3 separate regions of the Mus musculus genome follow, and regions 2 and 3 are each linked to region 1. A link is a contact called in public Hi-C data. All regions are on one chromosome and are shown on one strand. The core of a region is the stretch at or near the end of the contact, and the rest is flanking DNA. Distances in the headings are between cores, read along the strand shown.

Evidence for each region. A called contact is a pair of places that touch in the nucleus more often than the background predicts.
Region 2: a Hi-C map of liver shows a contact between it and region 1, with 3 times the contacts expected there. The contact joins two enhancer-like sites. A contact is called at or near these places in 3 of 484 Hi-C or Micro-C datasets (embryonic stem cells and liver).
Region 3: a Hi-C map of liver shows a contact between it and region 1, with 4 times the contacts expected there. The contact joins two enhancer-like sites. A contact is called at or near these places in 3 of 39 promoter capture datasets (frontonasal cranial neural crest and liver) and 3 of 484 Hi-C or Micro-C datasets (liver and uterus).

The regions. Positions count from the first base shown.
Region 1 is chr14:28,650,636-28,655,376 of GRCm38.p6, forward strand. The region is part of intron 1 of Gm35164 (predicted gene, 35164); the gene reads left to right. Among named protein-coding and RNA genes, the nearest start is that of Gm35164, 3.3 kb to the left of the region's middle. Within about 2 kb of position 2,911, at least 7 of the 459 cell types and tissues checked have an H3K27ac peak or open chromatin away from gene starts, as enhancers often do. A contact at or near this core is called in liver, where this site is marked.
Region 2 is chr14:29,106,594-29,111,334 of GRCm38.p6, forward strand. The region is part of intron 14 of Cacna2d3 (calcium channel, voltage-dependent, alpha2/delta subunit 3); the gene reads right to left. Among named protein-coding and RNA genes, the nearest start is that of Lrtm1, 91 kb to the left of the region's middle. Within about 2 kb of position 2,113, at least 2 of the 459 cell types and tissues checked have an H3K27ac peak or open chromatin away from gene starts, as enhancers often do. A contact at or near this core is called in liver, where this site is marked.
Region 3 is chr14:28,994,191-28,998,931 of GRCm38.p6, forward strand. All of the region lies in intron 27 of Cacna2d3 (calcium channel, voltage-dependent, alpha2/delta subunit 3), which reads right to left. Among named protein-coding and RNA genes, the nearest start is that of Lrtm1, 22 kb to the right of the region's middle. Within about 2 kb of position 2,566, at least 6 of the 459 cell types and tissues checked have an H3K27ac peak or open chromatin away from gene starts, as enhancers often do. A contact at or near this core is called in liver, where this site is marked.

The DNA.
Region 1 (4,741 bases), core at 1,661-4,160:
CATCTCATAGCCAGCTATTGGTCTGATCTCCAGTTCTGCACCTTTGCAGTCGCCTCAGCAATGTAACTAAGACATCAGACTACATCAAGACTTCTGACCGTGCTTTTTTTTTTTTTAATTTCTCTCAACATGATTACCCTCGAAAATAAAACTTCTAAAAGCTATAAATGATGTGCTGTTTCACACATGCTTTTTAATTAAGCCTCACGTCCCAGAGGATGTTTCCCCTCAGAATACTCAGGTATGCCAGTGTCCCCTGAACTCTCACATAGTAGTCTATAGATGGAAAAAGGCATATGTTCGTCAGGATATTGTTGCAAATAAATTCAGTTCTCTCCATTCAGACATGCTTACAGTCTCCAGCCCTGGGCCCAAAGATCACCCCAAGATGCCATTAGCTAGATCTGGAAAGCAGAAGCAAACTGATCAGGAGTGCCCCTAAGAGTCCCCAGCAAGAATTTCAAATTATGAAATGAGTCATCCAAGTGCTTATTATGAGTTGCTATGCTCGGAAGCCCCTCCTCATTTCTACCACCTGGAAAGAGGAATGAAGCTCTAGGGACAAAATAAAAATAAACAGTCTTCACAGTCACTTAGTCCCTTTTGCTACTGTTGTGATAAGATGCATTGAGGAAAACAACTCATAGGAAAAGGGTTGGGTTTTTTTGTTTTTTTGTTTTTGTTTTGTTTTTTATTTTTTTGTTTTCTTTCTCCTATCCCATTATCATGATGGAGACCTGAAGCATCCACATTCAGGAAGCAGAGAACCATGATGCATGGTGCTGCTCAATTCCCCTTCTCCATTTGTACAGTCCAAGATCTCGCATAGGGAATGGTGCTGCCCACAGTGGGCTTCCTACCTGAGTGTAATCAAGATATCTCCCAGAAGTATGCCCAGAGACCCATTCCCTAGGTGATTCTAGTATCTGTCAATCTGACTATCTTAGTTGTCTAGTAATGTCAATAGGGGCTTCCTCAGTGCTCCAGAAAGATATGCTATACATATACATACACTTAGATAACGCTGCAGGAGGATGGGATACAATACCAGCAGGTTTTTGTTTGTTTGTTTTTGTTTTTCCTTTGCAAGCATCAGTATTTTCTTCTGAGTAACAGGTGAATTCTAAGGTATCCCACAGGCTGTCCCTGAAGGTTTATTGGCTGTTGGAGACCAGAGTGTAAGGAACCAGATAGATGTAAACCCCTAGAACCCTCATTGTAGTCCCACTGAGTCAGCATAAGTTTCAGACTCTTAGCTACTCCCAGAAGGAACCCTGTTAGGTTTTCCAGCTGGAAAGCTTTGGACAAACCCCAAGCCCTAAGCTCCAGTACCCAGGTAAACTTGATCTGTAAAGGCCTCACTCCGTCTCCTCTCTCCCTTTCCTTTTGCTTCTTCTCTTTCTCGCTCTCTTTCACCAGCCATGTTTTTTAAGCCCTTTGTACAGAGTCTTGGGACTGTTTGTTATCCACGTCTGGAAGTCTTGGGGCTTTATTTAGAGTTTTCTTATTCTTTGGGAGAATAAAACTGGGCTCATTTTAATAGATGAAACCAGGAATCTAAACTGAAAGCAGAGGCCATGTAAACAAAGCCCTTTTATGTGGTGACTCCAAATGAGTTTACTGTAACAAAACCAGGGCAAGTAAATATGTGGGGTTTACAAACATAAACTGCAAAGTTGCTGAAGTGTGAGGCGAATTGTCGGAGGCCCTCCTGCCTCAAAACTATGGCCTGGTTTTCTCCATGTGTATTTCTATCATAGTAATCTAGGGAGGAGGGAATGTTGTGGCAAAGAATCTCCAATGGTGGGGTCAGTCCTTGATGAGATCAGGAGGCATCTTGCAGGACCTACCAGGACCAGTGCATCTCCATCCCTAGGCCCATGAGGAATTTGCTTGAGCACATCACCCACATATCACACAGTTTGGTAAGGGACTCTTAGAAGTGACCTGCTTTGATCACATGACCCAGTGTGGAGGGCAGGGCTATGAACACGTAGAAGAGTGATGATAAACAGTTTACTAGAGACCGGGGTGATACACTTGCCATATAGGCATGGCAATCTGAGTTCAGGTCCCCAGAACTCAGACAAATGCTCTAAGGGGCTTGGGGGGCTCTTCTGTAATCCCAGCCTCAGGAATCAGAGAGGGAATCTGGGACAAATGGCTAGCCAGAGTGGCCAAATTGTTGAGCTATGAGCTTAACTGAGATACCCTGCCTCAGCATGTAATGTGGAGAGTGATCAATGACACAGGTCAACCTCTGGCCTCCCTATGTATGAAGATACACATGTGTGTGCACTTGTACACACATGTGTGCCCACTCTCATGTAAACATGCACACGTACATTTGCTCATGCACTGTATCTACACACATACAAAAAGAGAGATGGCTGAACATGTAGCTCAGTACTAGAATGCTTGTTTCACAGGGAGTGAGGGAGGAGGGGAGAGAGGGAGGAGGGAGGGAGGGAGAGAGGGAGGGAGGGAGGGAGGGAAAAAGAGAGGGAAAGACACACAGAAAGAGATGAAGAGACAGAGACACATGGAGAGGCAGAGACAGAGACCAGCAGACAGAGTGAGAACAGGAGTGGGGGAGGGAGAGCCTGTACATGCCCATCAACTGTCCTTGTTTCTGGAAGAGAACTTCCTTCCTTAAATCCACCAAAGGCTCAGGGTGTGGCCAGCAGGTGGAATTCATTAAAGACGAGAGAGCATCTTTGCCAGTGGGACTGGAGACCTGGCATCCAACCACTCTCCCAGAGAAAACAGCTAAACATGGCGTGAAGTTTCATCTGGGTGGTTCTGAGACAGTCATTTGGATTTGGAGCTGAGGGGTAGGGGTCAGGCCAGTGTGAGTACTGTGGGAAAAGGGAGAATGGGGGAGGGGCAGATTAACCTCTCTGCTATGGTGTGCTAGTAAATATTTAACAACCAGCTCTCAGGACTTCGGGGAGACTGGGTCTGCTGCCTTTGTGGCCTTCACTGGTACAAATACATCTAGCAGGGCCAAGAGAAGGCTATCAAGTCCCGCGGGTCACAAAAGTTAAGAACATTTAACAACCACCTCTCCCTAGTGGTTATCCTCCCTCCCGCACACCACTGCTTGTGTGGTACAGGAAGTGAACGATAGAGGGCTGGGAGTGAAGGGTACTGGGACTTTGTGGGAGAAAGTAGTATCAGAACCACATCTGCAGGAATGGTAACCACACGGTTTCCCAATACGTAGAATATGTACCTGTCCTCCTTGTTGCATGGCAGGACCCATGTGTATGTTACGCAGGTATATGCTAACTAGCTAACTGATACCTACTGTGCTGCGAATCTCTTGGTAGAAATCAGAAGATGTGTTCTGATTGGTTCAGTGAGCTTTCAGATGCTCTAATTGTAATACTCTCTGTACCCTAGATAGTGGGTGAATTCTGTAACAGGAAGAAGACATTTCAGTCCCCACCTCAGCATTTTGACTTCTGATAGTGGAGTCCTATAAATGATTTCTTCCACTTGCCTCGGACCTTACTAACCATGAAGAGCCTAGGAGTCATCCTCTGGACAAGACTTTTGGACGGGTTTCGTACAAACTCAATTTTAAAAATGACTTCCTAATGAGGCAGATTTTGCTGAGGAAAAGGCACTGGTAAGTCTTGATAAAATCTTCAGAGTTAAACATTTTAGTAACACCTGGACCCAGAAGTGCATGTCACATGTGCCAGATGGCAAAATCTCATCAACAAATGAAATGGATTCTATGGAATGGGCCCGATTGACTGAGTGAGTGAGAGAGTGAGTGAGTGAGAGAGTGAGTGAGTGAGTTAGTGAGTGAGTGAGTTAGTGAGTGAGTGAGTTGGTGAGAGAGTGAGTGTGAGAGAGAGAGTGAGTGAGTGAGTGAATGAGTGAGTGAGAGAGTGACTGAGAGAGAGAGTGAGTGAGTGAGTTAGTGAGTGAGAGAGAGTGAGAGAGAGTGAAGGTTGTTTTCACTGGCTATATATTCTGTGAATTCAAGGAAGGCATTGATACCGAGAGAGCCAGGAGGAGCCAGTTATACTAGTTGGGAAGAGAAAAATGAGGACAGATCAGAATGGAAAGGCCAGACCTTGAAGTACAACTGTAGCTTGTGTGTCCACCATTCAGTATGGTGCTGTATGCCAGGTACCTTTGTGCGCTCTATCATAGGTGAGCTTTATGGCATAAATCTCACTTCATCCAGAAAGTCTCAGCAGGAGAGTCACTGTTGTCCATGTTTCTGAGAGTGATTCAGAGAGGAGCGCACACTAAACTTACCAGTGGGGGGCAGAATATTTGCAGCTGGGTCTCCATTTCTTTGGACCGGTTCTTCTTGGCCTCCGGTAGATCAGAGTTCAAGTCTCCACTGACTGAGATGGGTCTTGAAGACTACCATGAGGAGGACTGGTGGGAAGTTGTGGGCAGGGTGATTCCTACTGGATGAGCATCTGCAGCCGTTGCCCTGGGAAATACTAGCCATGCCTGCTTGGTTTGTTCCTGGAAACTGTCATTGTTGCTGGGGTATCCTGAGCACTCGTGTGGACAGATGCTATCTGCTGGAGAAATGATTTCCTTATGACTCTTCAGTAGCTTCAGCCTTGCTTTTCGTTTTATCCCATGACCATGTGGGGGTCAAATGAGGCTGAAAGCATGTGTTCTGGGAACTGGGGCTATTTCCTTGGAGATAAAAGTCATCTGGGTAATTAAAACTTCAGAATGAAAGGAGGTGATTTGGGAAGAA
Region 2 (4,741 bases), core at 863-3,362, 460 kb after region 1:
GGGACCACGCTAGACTTTCCAAATAGAAGCCCTTATTTTAAAAATTTAGTACATGTGAAGATTAAAAGTCAGGGAACGTTGTTACAGGGAGATTTTCCCCATCTTACCCCTATTGACAATCTTGAGGACAAAAGAAAAGCTGTTGAATGTTAGGACATTTTCCCAACAGAATTAGAGGGTACTTGCGAGACTTGCATCTACTTTGAAGTGAGCCTGGGTCCCCCATGAAAGTGAGACAGGAATGTCATGGCCTTTAAGGACCAGGAAACCTGTGGCATCTTAGGGGCTAACTGTGGCATCTGTCCACTCGTTTGACCAGCCACTATTCTGGATGGTGGTCGGGAAGACCCCTTTACTGCTATAACTCAGATTTACATAGGCAGACTCTGAATAAGGCAGAAGGCCCCCCACAGTCTGGGTGGGCCTCATCCAGTCAGTTGAAGGTCTTCAAAGAAAAGACACAGCCTTGAAGGAAGAAGAAATTCTGCCTTCATTTGCCTTTGAGTTCAACATTGAAACAGCAACTCTTCCTGGGATTTCCAGGACACCAATCTGCTTTACAGATTCATATTTATCAGATTCCACACTTACATGCTTTAATACAAATCTTCCTCCACATATAAGCATGTATGTACATATTTATATGTCCATATGCATACACACATATGATGTCTTTATATGCTTATGCACACACACTGTGTATTATACACATGCTTTCTCTATATAGGTTCTTTCATTGTTCTGTCTCTTCTGAGACCGCTGATGAATAAGCTTGTTACCCAGGTAACTTTCAGGGCATGAGCATAAGTAAGTAAATGATTTTCTAATATTAATAACCAGACTGCATTAACTCAAGACAACATTGACAGCTCTTGTTGTGCCAAGAATCAAGTCAGCCAGTATATGCAACACAGTAATTGTTTATGGGAACGTATTTTAAACTTCTGCTAAAAATACTTAGCATAGCATGGCGGCCATTGGTGGCTCAATAGCAGAACCAGTGGAAGTAAACACCCCATTTCACAACTCCTTGAGTAAACCTCACTGCTGCACAGCAACGCTTATTTGAGCTGATCCATAACCCTGGACAGCTTCCACCTTTGCAACTCAGATCAAAATTCCAGGCAATGCCAACATGGATCACGGTGCAACCAAAACATGGCATTGGCGGTAATAAGCAATGAAGCTTTTCCCCTGTGACCAGTAAGAGTTAGTTATAAATCATTAGTAATTGCCCTGGCAAAAGGCAAGATCAAGGGAAAGGAACTTCCAATGTTAAGCCAGAATATAGAGTCAGTGTCACTCAGGGCAAAAAGAAAAGAAAAAACAAAACAAAACAACAACAACAACAAACCCAAAACCAAACCAATCAACAAACAAACAAAGCACAAAACAAAAAACAAAACAAAACAGAAAACTCCTTATCCTATTGCATCAGTACTAAAGCCACTGATCTGTTACCAGCTCTAGGTAAACAAAAGAAACCCAGTAAGTCCAGGGGGGCAGAGTTCACATGAGGGACTATAATCTTATGTACTCTTCTGCTAAGAGCTGTAGCCCACTTATAGACTGGCTTCGCCAGAACTCCAAGCTGCAGGCTTCCACTGTAACCCAGCTCATCTCATAGCCTCAAACACTAGCAGAAACCCAGACAGAGCCCTGCCCCTCCATCAGCCCCAGCCTCATCAGTTTGGCCTTTTGCATCTGAAACATTTCATGGAGGTGGAAAATCAATCAGAAAGTTTCTTTGCACCACAAGCTCCTTAGGACCAAAGGGCATCCTGGGACAGGAAATAGCAACCCATGGTTTTTATCCAGACCTCTAAGCAGAAATGATGCAGCCATCACAGCCTTGTAGCTGCTGCTGGGGATTCAGTGCTTAGGATTCATAATTAAGGCTTCCAAGGAAAATGCAGATACAGAATCTACATCCATTTCCCAAAGGGTAGGAGTTAGAGATGGAGGTCGCCATGGTCCATCTCAGCAAAATCCCATTAACTTAAGTCCAAGCAAGAATCCAAAAGCAACCTGCTGCCCCGTTACACTTGTGCAAGCTTTGAACAGCCCCTGAACTTCTCAGCTATGGCGCGCTGTTGGATAGTAAGTGTGCATCATTCCATATGCATCCTTCATTTCCTATGCTACATAATGGGGGCCATTCTGGAATCAAAGGAAATGATGGGTAATAATGCTGAACATCTGGCTCATAAAATACAAACTTGCTCAACAGATCGACTGCTTCCTGTCAGCTTCCCAAGCTAACAATGTGTGTGTGTCTTTGAATGTGCATTCAGACTCGTGTGCAAGCTCTGGGCAGCCATGCAGGCCTCTACTCCTGGTGCTTCATCTGTTTCCAAGGGTGGCACCAGACAGGAATGTGGTCAGTGTCGAGGGTGTGGCCCCAATGGCATCATACCACCAGATCCCCAGTTCACTGCCGGCCTGTTCATTGCTATGCATCGTTTGCCTTCAGAACTTCCCTTAAACCTCGGCTATATGCAGAGTCCTCTGCCATGTGCTATGAAGATAACTAAGCACAAGATTGGGCTGGTTCCCCCATGGAACCCTGAGTGTGCTAACAGAGACAGACAAACCAATGGGACCAATGGAGGAGGTCTAGTAGGGGCTGCCATGCTGGCCTCCCGTAGTGAGCAAAGAGACTGTCTTCTTCCAGTCCATCTTGGGTCCAAGTGTCCATCTTGTACTTATTGAAACCAGTCACATGAAAAATGCCAGCTACAAATGTCTCCTGAACACTGGCATAATAAGCAGAAAACAGTTTCCTGCTTCCCTCCATTTCCCCCCTAAATTATTGATACTTGCTCTAGTACCAAGGGAGAAGTTTAAAAACCATCCTTTTCTTCCGGAAGACATCAACCTCTCCCTTAGATAACTTCTCTTCACCCTTTGCATCCACAGAGTTTCTGTAGCAGCCGATGCCTCTCTATTATCACATAAGGCAAGGTGACCAGCTGGTTGGTTTCTTAGGCACATGCATACATGTATACATACATACATACATACATACATACATACATACATACATACACACATACACACATATGTATACACCACCTAGGCTGTAAGATTGGTTCATTAATTGGACACATGATTTGATATGTATTCCCTGGGATGTTTTGTCTTTTTGCTATCTCAAGCTTGTGGAAAGATGGTCTCTCTGTTAGGTGCTTATAAGAACCTAAGTGTGGTGCTCATAGCCCCCCATCACAGATAGTAAGTTAGACAAAAAGAAAGAAAAAAAAGAGTTGGGGAAGGAGAGGGAGAGAGGGCAAGGGAGAGGGAAAGGAGGGGGAGAGGAGAGGAGGGAAGGAGAGAGGAGAGAACAGAGAGAAAGAGGGAGTAGATAAGAAGAGAAGGAAGAGTGGGCCTGGGAGATGCAGGTAGAGGGAGGACTAAAGAGAGTAAATTAGAATTTCGGGGGGCAAGGAGGGGGAACGGCCTCTAGATGCCTTCATCCCTAGGGACTGTGTTTTATGATGGGCATGTTGCCCTTAAGATTTTATGAAAAATCTTCATAATGAATAAAAGTTTGGCTGCTTTGAGATCATCAGTAAGAAGCTGCCATCTTGAAAGTCCCCTTTGGCCAACCAGAATGAAGGTGCAAGCACAGGCAGAGCAAAGGGCAGGCCTGGGGCTGGTAAGGTTGAGTGTGGCCCTCCACCGGGACAGGCACAGTGCAAGCTGCAGACCAGCCTCTGACTTTGAAGGACATTTGATTGCCTTGCCATTTAAAAAATCTCCATACTGAGGGAGCTGGTCAGGCCAGTGTCAGGATGCTCTCGTTCTCCTGCAGCTAGATGGAGGTAACGCCGAGCCCTAGGGAGGAGGTGAGCTGGGCATTGGAGTGAGTTAAGAGCAGCCTGCTTGGCAGAACATTTGAGGGCTGCTGGGTGGGTTCAGCAGAGTCTTCTGCCAGATCTGCTCAGTCCTGGAGGCTGGGACTGAAAGGGAGGGATGTGCACAATGGCGAACTCCACTGGAAGACTGGCTCTTGGCCAAGGGCAAAGGCTAATTCATTTATTCTCCTTCAATATACCATTTCTTCTACAGTTCGCTTCTCCATCCCTCTGCTTTGCTTATTGAAGTTGATCAACACATTGACTAGATTAACAGAATGTATGGTATAAATCTATAATACTACCATACATAGATATTTTATACAGGGGCATAAAGCCATATTTCCCTGCTTTCCTTCAACAACTACAATGAACCACGCTCAACAGTCTGTAAAAAGAACACTATTGCCATCTAGTGGTAGACTGTGTGAATTGCAGGCACACTGCCCTAGGAAATAAAAAGCTATTTGCAAAGTATGAGGTTTTCCAGTAAAAACACATTTAAAAGGCAGCCGGTGTTATTTAATAGCTACCTAGTTGAAGCATAAGCTGCATTAACTATTAGTTCTGTCAAAAACATTCGCCTTGACAGGAAAGGAATAGTACTAAGAGGTAGAAAAACACAGCTGCGTGCACCTTTAAATACCAAGTGAGGCATTTTGAATGGAAAATGACAGATTATTTATTGGTGTGGAGTCTGGGAATGCAACCAGGGAGCCCAGAACAAGCCAAGTCCTTTAAGACCCACCTTCTCAAATGCAGCTTGTGCATGGGGCAAGTTATCTTTCTCATGTTCTCTCCTTGGACCCATGAAGTCTGAGTACTTAGGGGTTCCCAGAGGCCAGGCTCTGGGTGCTACATAATGAGGGGAGTTGTGGACAGGG
Region 3 (4,741 bases), core at 1,316-3,815, 340 kb after region 1:
TGATTTTAACAAAAAGGTAGGGGACTTGGAAATGGCTCTGTTGGCAGCACATGAAGACCTGAGTTCGGGTCCCCAGCCGGGTATAATAGTCATGTCTATAACTATACTTCTGCAGAGTAGAAACTGAAGAATATAGAGCTCATTGGCCAAGAAGTCCAGCCAGTGAGAGAACTTCAAGTTCAAGGAAAGATTCTGTCTCAAAACAAAAAACAAGAAGAGTGATGGAAGAAAGCTTTTGACATCATATCCTCTAGCCTTCATATGTATACCCCATGTGTTCTCTCTCTCTCTCCCTCTCCCTCTCCCCCCCTCTCTCTCTCTCTCATAAACACACACACACACACACACACACACACACACACACAGGAAAGCTAGAAGATCACTGAGTGACTTAGTCAGGGCCATGAAGGTCCAAGGTCCAAGGACTTGGTAGAACCAAGGATTGAGTCATGAACCTGACTCTGAAGTTGATTACTCATTATCTTCTAATTATTTGGTTCACAATGGGGTTTTCATTACTCCCAGGAAGATATTTTGGAACTCTATGGTGGTGTTCTGATTGCCAATGTTGTCTAGATGTCCCACAATCTATGGGTCATTCCCTTATAATAAATGATTCCATTTATCTCCTAGCTTTGAGCACATTGCCTGAGGCCAATGTATTTGGAAACTGGGTCCAGATCCGAGCCTTGATTCCAACTCTGATTCACATGTAGAAACAAAGTATCTCTAGACATTTAGCTGTGATCCTGGGAGTAGGGAAGGGGTCCATTTTTCTTTATCTACAGGCTGGCTTTCAAGAGTGTGATGTCCACAGAGAAGTCATTGTGTTAGATGGCTTCTGCTTCAAAGTGGAGATATGCCTTCTAGCTACTCCAGTCTGCCTTCTCCTTATATAGTATCTAAGATATTTACATATTAAGGCATCCATTATAAATTATCCTCTTTGTGTTTCTTACAAAAATATTATAGTTGGGGCATTTTGTAGATTACTTTTAGTGGCATATTAGAAAATGTGTTAAATTTATATTAGTTTCATTTTGAAATATAGCCAAGATAGTCCATATTATTACAAGAGGGGGAGGCTCTTGAGTGGGAGAGGATGAAGAACTGTCTCAGTTCATCATCTCTTTCCCCCCTGCACCGTATGCATATCCCTTCTCCTCTGCCCTTGGCTTTTGCCTGTAGCTTTGCTGGTCCTGGCCTGAAGCATAAACCTGGCTTTGGTAAACCTCACACACAAGCATGTTTCTTTTCTGCTTCTCTTTCATTCCTCTGGGATCTGATAAAGACACAAGAAGTTGGTACCCGAGTCATAGTTCCATGTATGACTGTCTCACCTCAGAGCCAAGCAGGAAAGGAGAGGGTCCTTTGGTGTGTAGAGAACCCCAGAATAATAAGGGAACCCCTTTCTTGGGAGCTACCTCATAGTAAAGAGCTGAAGACTTCAGCCCTGGTGCGGGCACATTTGACCCTATCAGACAGCCTTGCCTCTGAATCACGGGCAGGCTGGAGAAGGGTACAGAGCCTTCCTAACTCTTTCTTTCACAAAGTGTCTTAATTATTTTTGTCAGCACATCATGGGCCATCATCACCTTAACAGATGAGGTGGGATGGGGTGAGGCAGATGCCTTTCAGTTTCACAGCTTCCACCAGGTCCCTGAAAAAAGGAGGACAGCTGAGAGCAAATGGGGTGGGGGTGGGGGGCAAGGAACCGTCTCCTGTAGATTAAAAGGGGCCTTTGTAGTGGCTACATCTGTACATTAAAATAAATCTCTCCTAGCACTAAAACAACATCTACATTCATTTGGGCCAGGGCCATATTCAGAATTAGAGAATTCTGACAAACATTGCTTCAGCATGTTAAAGTTTGCCAGTTTCACAACAAGACGAAAAAGTGACTCCAGCCGCGGTGGAGAAACACTCTCGACTCCCCACTTTCTCTCCTGACTCCCACTTTCCGGCTTCACTTGAAAGAAAAAGATTTTGCCCCTTTTTTCAGGTGCCAACCTCTCAGCCTAGTCCTGAAACGGGCAGCAAATTGCCCTTGAAGGTGGTGGACTTCAAGAGAAATTCTGCTCTTTTTCCCCTAGAGGAGGCTCCTAGAGGTTCTGCGTGCCTGTTAAAGCCTTTAATAGCTAGGGAAACGCAATTTGGGGTGGCCCTCGGGAAGACTAGACATGAATAATGCCTCATAAAAATAATTACTTTTACCCAGAGTATACACACCAAAGGAGCTTGGTGGGGGCTGTCTCGACCAAACAAATGGAGTCTTCCTTGCAGGAAGCTTTCAGCATGGCAGAGGCATCTGTGGTACGGATCATATTCACTTCTCTGGAGTGTGGTCCTCTGAAACCAGTTCTGGAACTTTCTGAAATCTCAGCTAAACAATATTGGGAGGTTTGTAGGCTAGCTGGTGGTAAGTGTGCGGCATAATCCAGGTCTGAGATGACCAGTTTACATATTGAGGATGGTGATAGTGGATGCTAACCCTAGGGCAGCCGGTGTAGCTGCGGCATAGATGAGCCAAGGCTGAAAGTTGGAATGGACCATTGACTTCAGCCTATTTATTTCATAAGCCAGCAACTAGAGGTATGCAAAGGTCAGCAGCTTACCCAAGAGTCTTCAGAGACAGCTCCAACTCTAGCTGGACTAGGAGAGCATAGAGCATGTTGTTGTCTGGGAACATAGAGTCCTTTATTTGAAGGGTATTGCCCCTTGCCTCTTACCAATACCCCACTATTTCCTTTAGGAAATGATATGCCTATAGTTTTAGTTCATGAGGTCTGCTGTAGAGCTAACTCTCTGTCCCCAAGGTATGGGATTCATCCTTTCCTTCTTCTGCCCTGGATAGTTCTCCAAGCTATGCTAATGGGAACTAGCTCTAAGCCTCTCAGATGAAACTTTGGGGATAAAAAAAGAACTCTCCTTTCCACTGACTTTGCTGAGCTGGTTCAGGGGACCACTAGAAGAAGAGCGTCTACTGAGACTGTGGCTGACACAAATAAAACTAGAAACTGAGAGCCTTGGTGACTTCTGCTGTGTCCAAGATCCTGAAACCAGATAACACTTTGTTTCTTTCGTTTTTCTTTTTAGTTATGTGAAACAGTGTCTGTCTACTTCAGATGATCAAATAATGAGCTCCTTTTGATTTACAGATATCCGCTTCAGCTCATTTGAATTTGGTTTCTGTTGTCTGCAGTGGATAGCATTCTGATATATCCAACTGTAGTCTAGGTCAGTGACTTCTCCTCACAGGAGAAGGGGCAATGTGATAGTTGATGGAGGATAGGTGTAGGTTGGGAGGCAGGTTGATGACATGCTTGCTGCCTTTCTTACTTCATGGCAAGTATTACCCATGAATAATGGAGCACCTTTCTAGGCAGCCTCCCAATGCAGAGCACCAGAGCACTATGATGCCATCAATTGACCAACTTGGCTGAGCACACGGTGATTCACACAACACAATCTTCTTAGAGGAGATCAGGCTGGTATGGCTGGAGATGGTACAACCTTGTCAGGAGCACGGTACCTTTGCATTCACCAGCAAGATACACACTGGCATCTTCTTTACACTAAGTAATTCAGTGAAGATGGCAAACTGGAGAGATGGCCCAGCAGTTAAGGGCACTTGATGCTTTTTCGGAGGACCTATGTTTACTTCCCAGCACCAACATGGTGACTCACCAACCACCTGTCACTTTAATTCCAGGATACCTAAATCCCACTACTAGTCTCCAGGACAGCCAGGCACTCACCTGGTGTCCAGACCCACATGCAGATAAAACACCCATATTCATGAAATAAAAACAAACATCTTTTTAAAAAAAAAAAAAAAAGAAGAGGCAAAGATATATTCCCAAGAAGTGCTGTTTGCTAATCTTCACAATGATGACAATCAGAAACCTTCCACTTTATCAAAGGGTTGAGAATGAGGTGGCACACTAACGGATGACTGGGCTCAACTGTTTTCACAAATCACCCTTGATTGACCATACACCTAAGCTTTTCCAGATATAATGGTCCCTATTTCTTTCCCTAGGCAAGAAAGCCAAGGGCATGAGTTCTGGGTAGTGGAAGAACAAGGAAAAAATGCTTTCAAAACTTGAGGTTATAGGAAGGTCTAGAAGAGTGGGCAGTATTCGACTGGACTTTCCCATCTTCTCCATAGGTGGTCTGCCTCGCATTGAAGAAGAGAGGCCAGGCTCTCCTTTCCAAGACCCACCCCATGTGTAGCTCCGGATTAGAGCTTGCCAATGAGAGATTAGTGCTAACATTAGAAAGCATCAAAGCCTTTGAGACTGTGTTCCTCTGGGAACCATGCAGGCAGATGATGATCTGAACATTTAAAGGTGCTCCCAGTTACATTCTTGAGAACTACATGTACAGATCCTTCCAAACCTGCCTCCCTTTGTCATTCAGTGATTGTGAAAGCGCCGCACTCCCTGTTCAAAGTTAGTGTGCTTGGAACACAGAACAGAGCTCCTGTTGGAAGGGCCACAGTCTGAGTGACAGTGTCTGGACTTCCTGCTTTCATTGGGTAACACCACACCAAAGAGTCCTTCATAGGCTGCCAAGTCCAGCTATCTCCACACTGTAATTCAGCCAATTCCAGTGCCAGGCCAACGTGGGGGGAACCCTCATACTCAGAATGTGGAGGGTCTCAGCTGCTATCCTATAGACACTACGTTAGATGCTCCCTCCCCCAAGAACATGATCCCAGCCACATCCTGGACCATCC